2 separate regions of the Cydia pomonella genome follow, and region 2 is linked to region 1. A link is a contact called in public Hi-C data. All regions are on one chromosome and are shown on one strand. Each heading gives the region's core, a stretch centred on a gene start, on an enhancer-like site or on the middle of the called end of the contact. The rest is flanking DNA. Distances are from core to core; before and after follow the strand shown.

What was found. Hi-C and Micro-C count contacts between places; a contact is called where the count stands out from the background.
Region 2: a contact with region 1 is called in a Hi-C map of whole body, with 2.6 times the contacts expected there. The contact joins the promoter of LOC133530097 here to the promoter of LOC133530438 in region 1. A contact is called at or near these places in 2 of 2 Hi-C or Micro-C datasets (both in whole body).

What each region holds. Positions count from the first base shown.
Region 1 is chr22:11,943,584-11,949,142 of ilCydPomo1, forward strand. It overlaps LOC133530438 (microtubule-actin cross-linking factor 1, isoforms 1/2/3/4/5-like), which reads right to left and starts at 4,145. Exons shown (of 106, transcript XM_061868349.1): 1 at 3,803-4,145; 2 at 1-153. The coding sequence starts at 103.
Region 2 is chr22:12,080,854-12,085,871 of ilCydPomo1, forward strand. It overlaps LOC133530097 (protein Cep89 homolog), which reads left to right and starts at 2,445. Exons shown (of 14, transcript XM_061867929.1): 1 at 2,445-3,009; 2 at 3,092-3,217; 3 at 4,585-4,843. The coding sequence starts at 3,188.

The sequences.
Region 1 (5,559 bases), core at 2,895-5,394:
TCAGGCTGGACTTCAAAGGCTTCGAGTCGTCGTTCTCGAGCGTCCCTTGCACAAAGAGGCGCTTGCTGCTGCCTCCTTCTTTTACGAATCTGTACATTGACATTTTCGATTCGTTCTCGCCTTCACAGGCGTAATTTTATCATCGCTCGCAGACTACAATAAATATGGAATTAAAAAATCGATACGCATATTCTATAATAAAACCGGTGACAACTTTAGACAAGCTCATTTCTCTCCTCGTCAATAAGTGGGAATTTTAGACAAAGATCTTGAAAGTGAATTGTAAATGTTGAAATTGAAAGGCGTGACTTTAGTTGACGGATTAGGCGGCCATAGGTGCGCGGGCGCCGAATATGGTGCGACCCTTCCGGCGGACGTCACATGCCTGCGACGGAGCTATTTGGCATGTAAAGAACAGGCGAGTAGCGAGTCAAACCTGAGCAAAGATAAATGTTTAGCAACAGGTTGTTTGAGTTAAAAGGGAAATGTAAGAAACGCCAGGGAAATATATTACTAACCTAACCATCAAATCTGACATCATTGTATATTCGCTTCAATTGTTGTTTACTCTGAGAGTACGTCTGAATGTCTGTCAAGTTTGACCAGTTTGACAGCACTGGCTCCCCTCGAATAACTGGCTAACCTAACAAGGGCCCATGAAAATGTTGAGCTATAATGCCATTGAGTGTCAGATTCGAAGTTAACTTTCTGACAAGGCACTAATTTAGCAAAAGTATGGTATAAATATCAATGAAAGATCAAAGGGAAAGATTGGAAATTATGAACGCACATTTGTGGCAAATGAGGTAAACCTTGACCGAAATACGAGAGCAAACACATGAATAAACATGTTGACATAATTGGAGATCAAGTATGCGGCGCCAATACATGGTTTGAATACATTAGGAACCATATGCTTCCGATGTGTGACATAAAACAGTTGATACGCTGAAATTTGACAAGGTAATCCAGCTATTAGACACACCCTAGATTTTACAACTATGAAGTGTCATAGAAGTGCACCTTTATATAGAGTAGAGTATCTTCGAACAAAGGTACGCAAGCTAAAAACAAGAAATAAGTAATAATATGTACAACACATGTCTACATGTGTTGTGATGTGTACAGATAGCCTGGATTAGTAGAGAGATTCCTGAATGTTCGGAGATTGGTTACTATCATGATTTCTATGCTGTGTTTCTAGTAGGTATGTTGGATTGGTTAAGCATACAGTTATGCAAGAGGTGGACTTGCTAATTGCGCCTGCGTTGCATACGAGCAACCTAAGATGCAAACAACTTGGCGATAACTACTATCTTTGCAGTTTTTGATTCTACCTTTATATTCCTTTTGTTTAGGGTGTCAAAGCTACCCTATATGTAGACAGATATCAAAATCTGCAAATGCCAATTTTTCTCTAGTCATCATCTACCAAAGGTTCTTTTTAGAACATGAGTTATTTGACAAGGTTATAATCGTCATTATCATTAATCTTTATTTCATTAAACATTTTAAATAGGCGCATTACATCTTCGTAACTTAACCTTCCTTATATAATTAAGCTTCAATTTTTTTCTTGGTTTTCGAACTGAGAATTTCGAACGCCTTGAATTCCTGCGGCCTTTTTTCGCATTAGAACATTATCGAAATAATGCAAATGATTGAGGTATTGGCGTGTGGGCTCCGATTGCGGGGGTAGAGTCAATGGTGACGCCTACGACGGGCCTTGCGACTCCTTCTATGGGTACTTGTAATTGTCAGTATTTTTACTGTTGGAATGCGAAGCTAAACTAGATTCATGCCTACATACAAATGCTCCCTTGCAAAAGCACCTGGACCTATCGTGACTATTATTACGATATGAATACAAAAAATAAATACATAAAGATATGCCATGGTATGTTTTCATAACAATCAATTTCATTTACTCCGCTTCTTTCCTGCCTGAACCAGATTTGTAAAAAACAACATTTTCCTCGAATCCTCAATTGAAAAAATGTTAAAGTTTGTGATTAAGCCAGATATAACCATAAATCAGGTTCTTTGGTGGCGAGCAAAAGATGTAATGCGTCATGCGTTGTAAGAAGTTACGCTAACGGAAAAGGAGGGCGCTTTGAACCGAATGTCACATATATCCTGTGACGCATCATGCAAGCATACGTGAAAATCAAGTTAAAGTCACGAATTAAGATATTAAACACTTTACAGATTATTCCTTAGATGTCGGTTATAAATCTTGAACGTGTTTAGGTTATAAAAAAAAGAAGGATAAATGTTTTCCGCAATAAAGGATTTGTATATATCGTATACATTTCAGTTAAACAAATCTACTAAGGTCTTGATGAATTTACAAATACTGCATACAGGGCGTAACAGAAATAGTGGGGATCCGTTCGGTATCGAATTCGAATCAGGAAAGAGTAGTAAAAAATTTTTTTTCCCGTAAAACTTTTTGGCCTTTGTATGGAGGTTGACCGACTTGAACGACCTGTCCAAGATAAAAAAAAACTTTGATCAGAACACGATACACCTTGTATGAGAAATACGTTTGTTTATTACAAATATGTGCTCAGTATTAATAATGATCCTTAATTAAACAAGTAAACTAATACCCTATATTTACCTATTCGATGCTTCAAAACAATTTGCTTTTAACTTTAAACCGGTCTCCGATCAAAAATATTAAACGCATGTTGTATTGGAATGTTTATGGAAAAAGTGATGTCACTTCTAGGTGTAAAAAACGATTAAAAAAAAATATGTTCACCTGTATGTGTATTAGATTTGCCATCTGCATAAGTTCAGCTAACAGTTTGCAATTTTTATAAGTCATATATAATTGTCAGGCTAATATGTTTGGATTTTATTTTTTTCATGTTTGTTATTGTTGTTTTATTTATTTAAATTGGGACAAAACAAAAGGCTTTAGGTCTTTACCTAGGTTGTCTAATTTATGGGGCAAATTACACATCTAATAACATTGATTGGTAAATATTAGTAAACATATTCTTCCTATGAGAACTACTTGTGAGAGAATCGTAGATATATTAACTATATCTCTTTTCTACACATAGGTATTATAATTTAATCTATTCATATTTTTGTTTGAAAACAACCCGCAACAATAGGCTGACATGATTGTGGCGTTAATGAATAATCTTTGGTATCCACCATTGACAAATGTACTAAATGTATGAAGTCTAGCACAGCGCATACGCCTTTTTGCTACAATGCGTCTACTTTGCTCTTTGCATGCTCCGGCACATACGTTACGTCAAACGCTTAGACAATGCAGTCCTTGTATGTGGGCAATAAAAATTTACTTGCCTAATTAAAAGGAGTTAACGTAGAATTTGTTAAAGCTATTCTACATTTGATCGTTATAAGTATAGTGGGAATTTATCGTTGTCGTGAAGTGGGTCGTGGGTGGGTGTTAAATGTCTCTATGAAATATCTAATAAATTGGCTATCCTTTAAAGATGTTTAGCTATAACTAGTTTCAAGAGGAAATACTACATTTGCGTGTGTGTACAGTAAGTACATGTAACAAGTATTGTAAGTGTAATGAAATTAATAATTTCCAATTATAACCATACTCGTGGACTTGGAAGAGCCTGAGGTTTAATTAATTTGCCTTTATAATTATATATTCAGTCAGAATATTAATTTCCTATGGAAAATCCACGCCAAACAATCGACTCTAAATCTAAACCGAACTCCTAAACCGTTAAAGTTGTCACCGGCATAAAAATCGCGTATCGAATCCACCAATCACGTCACTAAATAAAAAACAAAAACACACCACAATTTTTTTTTTCAAATCACTGGTTAGTAATTAGTCGTGTTAGTTAACGTTCGTTTCGTTTCGTATGTGTTTGAGTTGGGACGGACGCGGCGCGTGCGAGTCGAGCGCGGGTTGACAGGTGACTGGCGTGCTGTGCTGGTGCGCCGGCGCAGGCCAGCGTGACGGACGGTGGCGTATGAGGGTTTGTTATTAAACAATTTGACTTATTTTATGGGGATTTTTAACTAGATCATATTATTGCAACAATGGCTAATATATTGATCGCGAATGGCTCTCAGTCGCTTGATGATTGCAATTTTCCATCTTAAGTACGTCACTAATATGGGATAAGATTTATGAATGAACTATCAATTACACATTAAAATTTTGCGATGAAGTCATTTCTACGAGTCGTTCAACATTGTGTATTCACTATACAAATGTTTAAATACTATGTGTGATGAGCATGGGTAAATCAATCATGGAAGATGATTAATAAATTGTAAATATTCACATCCATATTCCGTTCCGTTTCGTTTTGTATGACTTAGTACTCAATCGGTTTTGAATAACAATGACACGTCATTTAGCTACAATCAGCATTGTTATGTTGCAAACATGATTTTTGACTTTTGCAATGGATTCGTGACTTAGTTTTGTTTGACCTCATGATAGAATTTAAATAAGTATAGGATTACAAGTATAATACACAATAGAAATTCCACGGCAAATATGTCAGCAGCGCCAATGCCAACTTTCTAAATGGCACCATCTGGTGACTTTTGGCGGGCTATCTTCACGAGCTTGGAGCTGACGAGCATAAATTGTAAAGCTATACGATTGAGATGAAAGCGAAAGATTTTCTCAGTTTTCAACCGACTTCTCAGACGACGCATAGAGCTTTCTCTCATATATTTTTCTTTATTGGACGTGCTATGTGAGTCCTTTGCTGTTTTTGCAATGGTTTTCAAAGTTAATTAATAGGTTAAATTAAGGTATCATTTGAAACTAAGGTTTACTTCCAAGCTAGTATAGGCTTAATCTTGATTTCATCACGCGATAGACTTCTTCGGAACCTTTATACTATTGTCATTGCAGTTTAAGTCCACATTCCATACAAACATACCGACATGCACCCACACGTCGTATAATGTATTTCATGAACTCGTCAGCTAAGATAATTAAATAATATAGTACAATACCATATAGATAATATGTAATACATTTTAGACCGCCCATATGCCCACTCGCTAAATAAGAAGTAAACAAGCTCGGCGTGGGTTGTACCTGGTCACACCTGTCGAGAATCGAGCGATTTCTTCCTGATACTTACTTCCTAACTGTCTGACATTCGAGGAACATATACGTAGCTTTAATATCGAGTTACATAGTAACTGAAAGCAATAATCTTAACATAAATCAAATGGCCTCAATAGCATGTGGAAGTAAGAATTTTTTTACACGACGTTAACATTCCATAAAAGGATTGCCGCCTAGAATTAAATTTTATAATCAAGAGTATATGTATGCTGTTCAACCTTATTATAACAACATGATGATCTAATAACCAGAAATTAATGTGAACATAAATTAGGTTGCGTTGTTTTACCAGTGAGTTCCTATGGCTACCTCCTGTCTCCATCGTCAGATCAGCTTGATGCTACCATAATATCGCATTGTCACCCGACTTACATATGTATGCAAATTTTCAGCTTCATAGAAAACCGGGAAGTGGGTCAAATTTAACTTGCAAGATTTGTCCAATACAGGTTATA
Region 2 (5,018 bases), core at 1,195-3,694, 140 kb after region 1:
ATTTAGGAAATATCCCAATACAAGATCGATAGTTAGGTCGTATGTAGAATACTAAGACCTTATAGGTGGAATAGGTGATAGACGATGGAGTAGTAGGTACCTAGATTGCAGAATATTAACATTCAAACCAAATACCTACATTACTCACATATTTGATAGGCAGTATAGGCATGTACTGTAGACTATGTACCCAGGCAGATAAGCTTCAAATAGGTGTAGGTATTTAGGTAAATTAAATACCTACGTAATTAAAAATCATCATCAAATAACAGAAACTATTAAAAATTATACTGTTAGTTTTTATAAGAGGAAATTGAACGGCCTTGAAAACATCCGTGCAAAATACAACCATCCTATTGGCTACAGACTTACCCACCGGTCCATAGGGGACTAGGGCAATCAACTTACTACAGTACAATTACTACAGGATGTAAACAAACTGCAAATACGTACGTAGATACCTACCTACTTAATTAACCGGTGTGCTCAACCTTGAGTTTTAATTCGAAAACAGAAAATAACGAAGTTATTCAAGTTGCATGTATCGTTCTAGACCAATTTACGAGACTGGACGAAAGTGAAAACCTACGCGAGGCCAATTGCACGAAAAAAACAAACACGGTACAAAAATAACACGCTGCATTTTGTTTTATACTTTTTTTATCAAGTTTACCCTGCTGACATTATTAATCTTGAATGGTGACGTTATCAAAAGCGTGATAACGTGGCCTGATTAATGTAGACAATTATGGGGAAATGACACCCATATGCTACAGAGTACTGATAAACCGGGGGGTGTTGTTTTTGTATAACGAGCTTTTTAACTAACCTGCTATCCTGAGCACAGCTCTATCCGCCGGATCCAGCTGGAGAATGGACAAAGGCTTGTCCTTCGCCCATTCTTTCAGACTGAAGTCGTTCTCAAATTCCATGTTTTTGTCATCCAAAACACGAAGTCTCGCGCGCACCTTCGCACATACTTGAATCAATCTTACACCACAACACTCAACGAATACACCACATTTTTCATCGATTTATTAACGTTACACACTATTATAAAGTAAACAAAACAATATGTTCATTGTAAAATGAAAATCGATAAACGCAAGCGAGAAGGCAGTAAGTGCGTATCTTGATGAACACTGCCGTGACTTCTACAAACACATTAAAATGACACTTGCTACAAGTAACTAAAGTTTATAAATATGATTAACTAAAAGGAACCTCAATTTGCGAGGACGGAGTAAGACAAATGCTTTTAGGTTATTCTAAATGCCGAGCGTTATACACCGAACCGGCGGGCAGACATGATGCGACTGTTTAGTTCTAAGTTCAAACACATCACGCCGCGTCGCTGCTGTCGCTCAGCTGTTCCAGCGCAGCCGCATTAGTGAGTATAACCCGACTAAATTCAAAAGTCGTTATTATCACAGGTTTACTGCCCAGTTACAAAGCATATTGCATTTACCCGATTATAATGTTTTACTGTATTTTTGAGACCAGTAACGACATCTATTCGCGAATGGCAAACATTGAAACAGGTGCCTAAGAACTGATAAGGTGATAAGATAATAATATTATTGAGAAGATGCGGGGTCACCGAACGGAAAGTAATGAGAAATAATTAAGATTTTTTTAAGTATTATGTTTTACGTACTTGTGTTTCATAATAAATTCAATAAATTCCCCGGAAGGGTAGTAATACATTACTACCTTTTGTGATACTAATTTGTGGTTCCTATCCTAACTATTCCCACGTTCGTTGTTTTTTTAGGGTTCCGTAGCCAAATGGCAAAAAACGGAACCCTTATAGATTCGTCATGTCCGTCTGTCTGTCCGATTATGTCACAGCCACTTTTTTCCGAAACTATAAGAGCTATACTATTCAAACTTGGTAAGTAGATGTAATGAACCGCATTAAGATTTTTACACAAAAATAGAAAAATAACAATAAATTTTGGGGGAACCCCAAACTTAGAAATGAAACTCAAAAAATCTTTTTTCATCAAACCCATACGTGTGGGGTATCTATGGATAGGTCTTTAAAAATGATATTGAGGTTTCTAATATATTTTTTTTCTAAACTGAATAGTTTGTGCGAGAGACACTTCCAAAGTGAAAAAATGTCCCCCCCCTGTAACTTCTAAAATAACAGAATGAAAAATTAAAAAAATATATGATATACATTACCATGCAAACTTCCACCGAAAATTGGTTTGAACGAGATCTAGTAAGTCGTGTTTTTTAATACGTCATAAAGTGTACGGAACCCTTCATGGGCGAGTCCGACTCGCACTTGGCCGTTTTTTTCTTTAACTCTGGTAGACATTTATATATTTTTGTGTAAGTCGTGACTTGTAGCTAGGTATGAATATGAAATAGTGAAAATAATCTGCTCAAAAAATTCTAAAGTGAACAAAATATACATAACAAAATATATAAAATGGTTTTGGAACATCTTCAAACTAAACATTTCAATTTGAAAATTCATTTTAAAAAAATTTGAAACTCACGTAATATGCAGGAAATCCTAGAATTTTAACACCATGATAGCACAGAGAAACACTTTTCATTTTTGGAATATGCCTTAAAATAGGTAAAACGTAGTAAAAATAATTACAAGATACGCAAAAGTTAGATAAAATAAAAACAAATGACGAAAACGAAACGATTAAATTTTTCCCGCTTCTATCATGTAACTGGCCAAAAATGAAAATGCATCTATAATAAAAGGCAAAATGTACATTATCCACGCGTGTAAAACGGTGTCTTAAATAGTTCGGACTCGGTAACTATGGCAACCGAATGTCAAAATACCGATGTTTACTATTACTACAAGGGTAGAAAATCAAAGCTAACTCAAATGGAAATAATGAATATGCTATATACAAAAAGAATCACCTCTTTCATGAGTTTAAAAAAAAAGACTGAATCTGAATAGTGCCTATGATTTAATAGTACAAACCAGTTATTATACAGTGAAAAGTTTTGTCAATACATTGTTCGCGTGTAAGTATTGAACTTTTGTGACCTACTTATTTTACATAAATACGTGACCTACAAATTATCCGGAACACGCAAATCTTTTCAGCATTGTCTTCGCCGGAACAAATACCAGAACTCTTTCCTTTGTTGTGTTAATATTCAATATGGGTGCTAAGATTTCGCTTCTCGAAACTAGGTGACGATGGAAGATGGTTTTTATCAAAGTCCAAAGGTAAATTCCTTTTTTATTACGAAGTTCTGTATGACTGGTTCCAAGCTATAATGTTTACATATAACATACTTGAATTAATTGAACAAAAAGATCATTATGTTTGCATGTCTATTGAAATCATGTTTTTTGTTACTCTTTATTATGGTTATAAGCAAATTTGTGTCTTTAAATTACATAGAGCAGTTAATGAGTTACTTTATTTGACCTCGATAAGTACATATTAATGTACTAGTTGGATGTTTACAGTGGTTATACTTGTTATCATTATTCCCTGACACCATTTCCCATAATTTTAATCAGTATGGTGACTAGCCTATGAACACTTCTACAAAATTGCTAGCATCAGCAGCTTTCTCTGACTTGAAGTTCTGAGCTGTTTGCTAAACATTAGCCCATTTCATAATGGAGACTTTATACATACTATTCACAAACTAAAATCATGTGAATCAATGTCTGGGTCAAACTTTGTATCTTTAGAATGGTATCATTGGTTGACCAACTGATAAAATACACAAGATGTTTTGTATAGGTACATTATTATAAATTATATAATTTTGTCTGTCACATATGTGTCTATAGACCATATTTTTTTAAACTCTTTTAATTTAAAAGGTGCATTCCTGAGCTTAAATTATTTCTCAAAGGTATTCTAATGAACTCCATTTTGAAATGCTCATTAATTTATTTATAAATTTTATATTAAAGGAAGAAATGGAAAAAGTTATGCTTCCGGCAGGACTTGAACCCGCAACCTCCGCAATCCGTGCATTTGCTCTTAACCAGGTTTCATATTTGGAGTATAGGTCGTAGACGTATCTGCTTGTTATAAAATTAATTAGAATTTAAGAAGGAGGCTGGCTCAACTGGACTCGGCTGGGAAGAGCTGGAAGTAGCCACCCAGGATTGCGCCAAATGGAAAATTCTTCTGCGAGTCCTATGTCCCTAATGAGGGATAACAGAATTACATCATCATCATAAAATTAATAAATGTATATCCGATAAGGCCCCTACGAATGTGTGCACTTGCCTTATGGCATGTTTATATATATTGATTAGTGTTTCATCTCAAATGATCTTGGATGATCATGTTTGAAGTTTTATTGATATGTTTGCAATTGTTTGGTAGAGTTAAACATAATGTCAGTATTATAACTTTATATGCAGCATTTAATTACTTTTTATGAAAATAAAAAATAATACTTAACAATAATTATGACATTTTGTTTCCTTAAATGTACTTAGCCGTATCCAAAGTTAACAGAGTTTAAAAAAACATGGTGTATATTAAAGTTATTACATGTATTATTCTAAAATCATCAATGCTCTTAGTCAACATTGCTGTTAGCTCTCATTTCACATCTTTACAGACATCGTCAATACAAAGAAAGTCCAAGAAATGTTTAGCTCACATAAGTCCGGAGAAGCTAACATTTTCCGGCAACTTCACATTAGACCACAGACTGTTTGACATTCAGGGTACACCAAAACGAGCCAGTATGAGACGAGATATACTCAACACTGTTATTAAGAGAACAGAGTCGAAGCTACTGGAGGGCACTGATGAAGTTCCCTGTAAGCTGGTTGATGAGAACCCTTTGTATGAGGATCCTCGGGATGTTATTGCTGGTATGATTTAACTAATAACAATATTACTATCATATAAAAATACATTTAGATTAATTTGCAGTTGGTAGAGAATGCATTAATAAATATTGTATGTAATCAACAAACTTTGCATGACGTAAAATATCGAAGTAAATATTATTCATTGGGTATACAGTTACAATAGACATCGAAATTA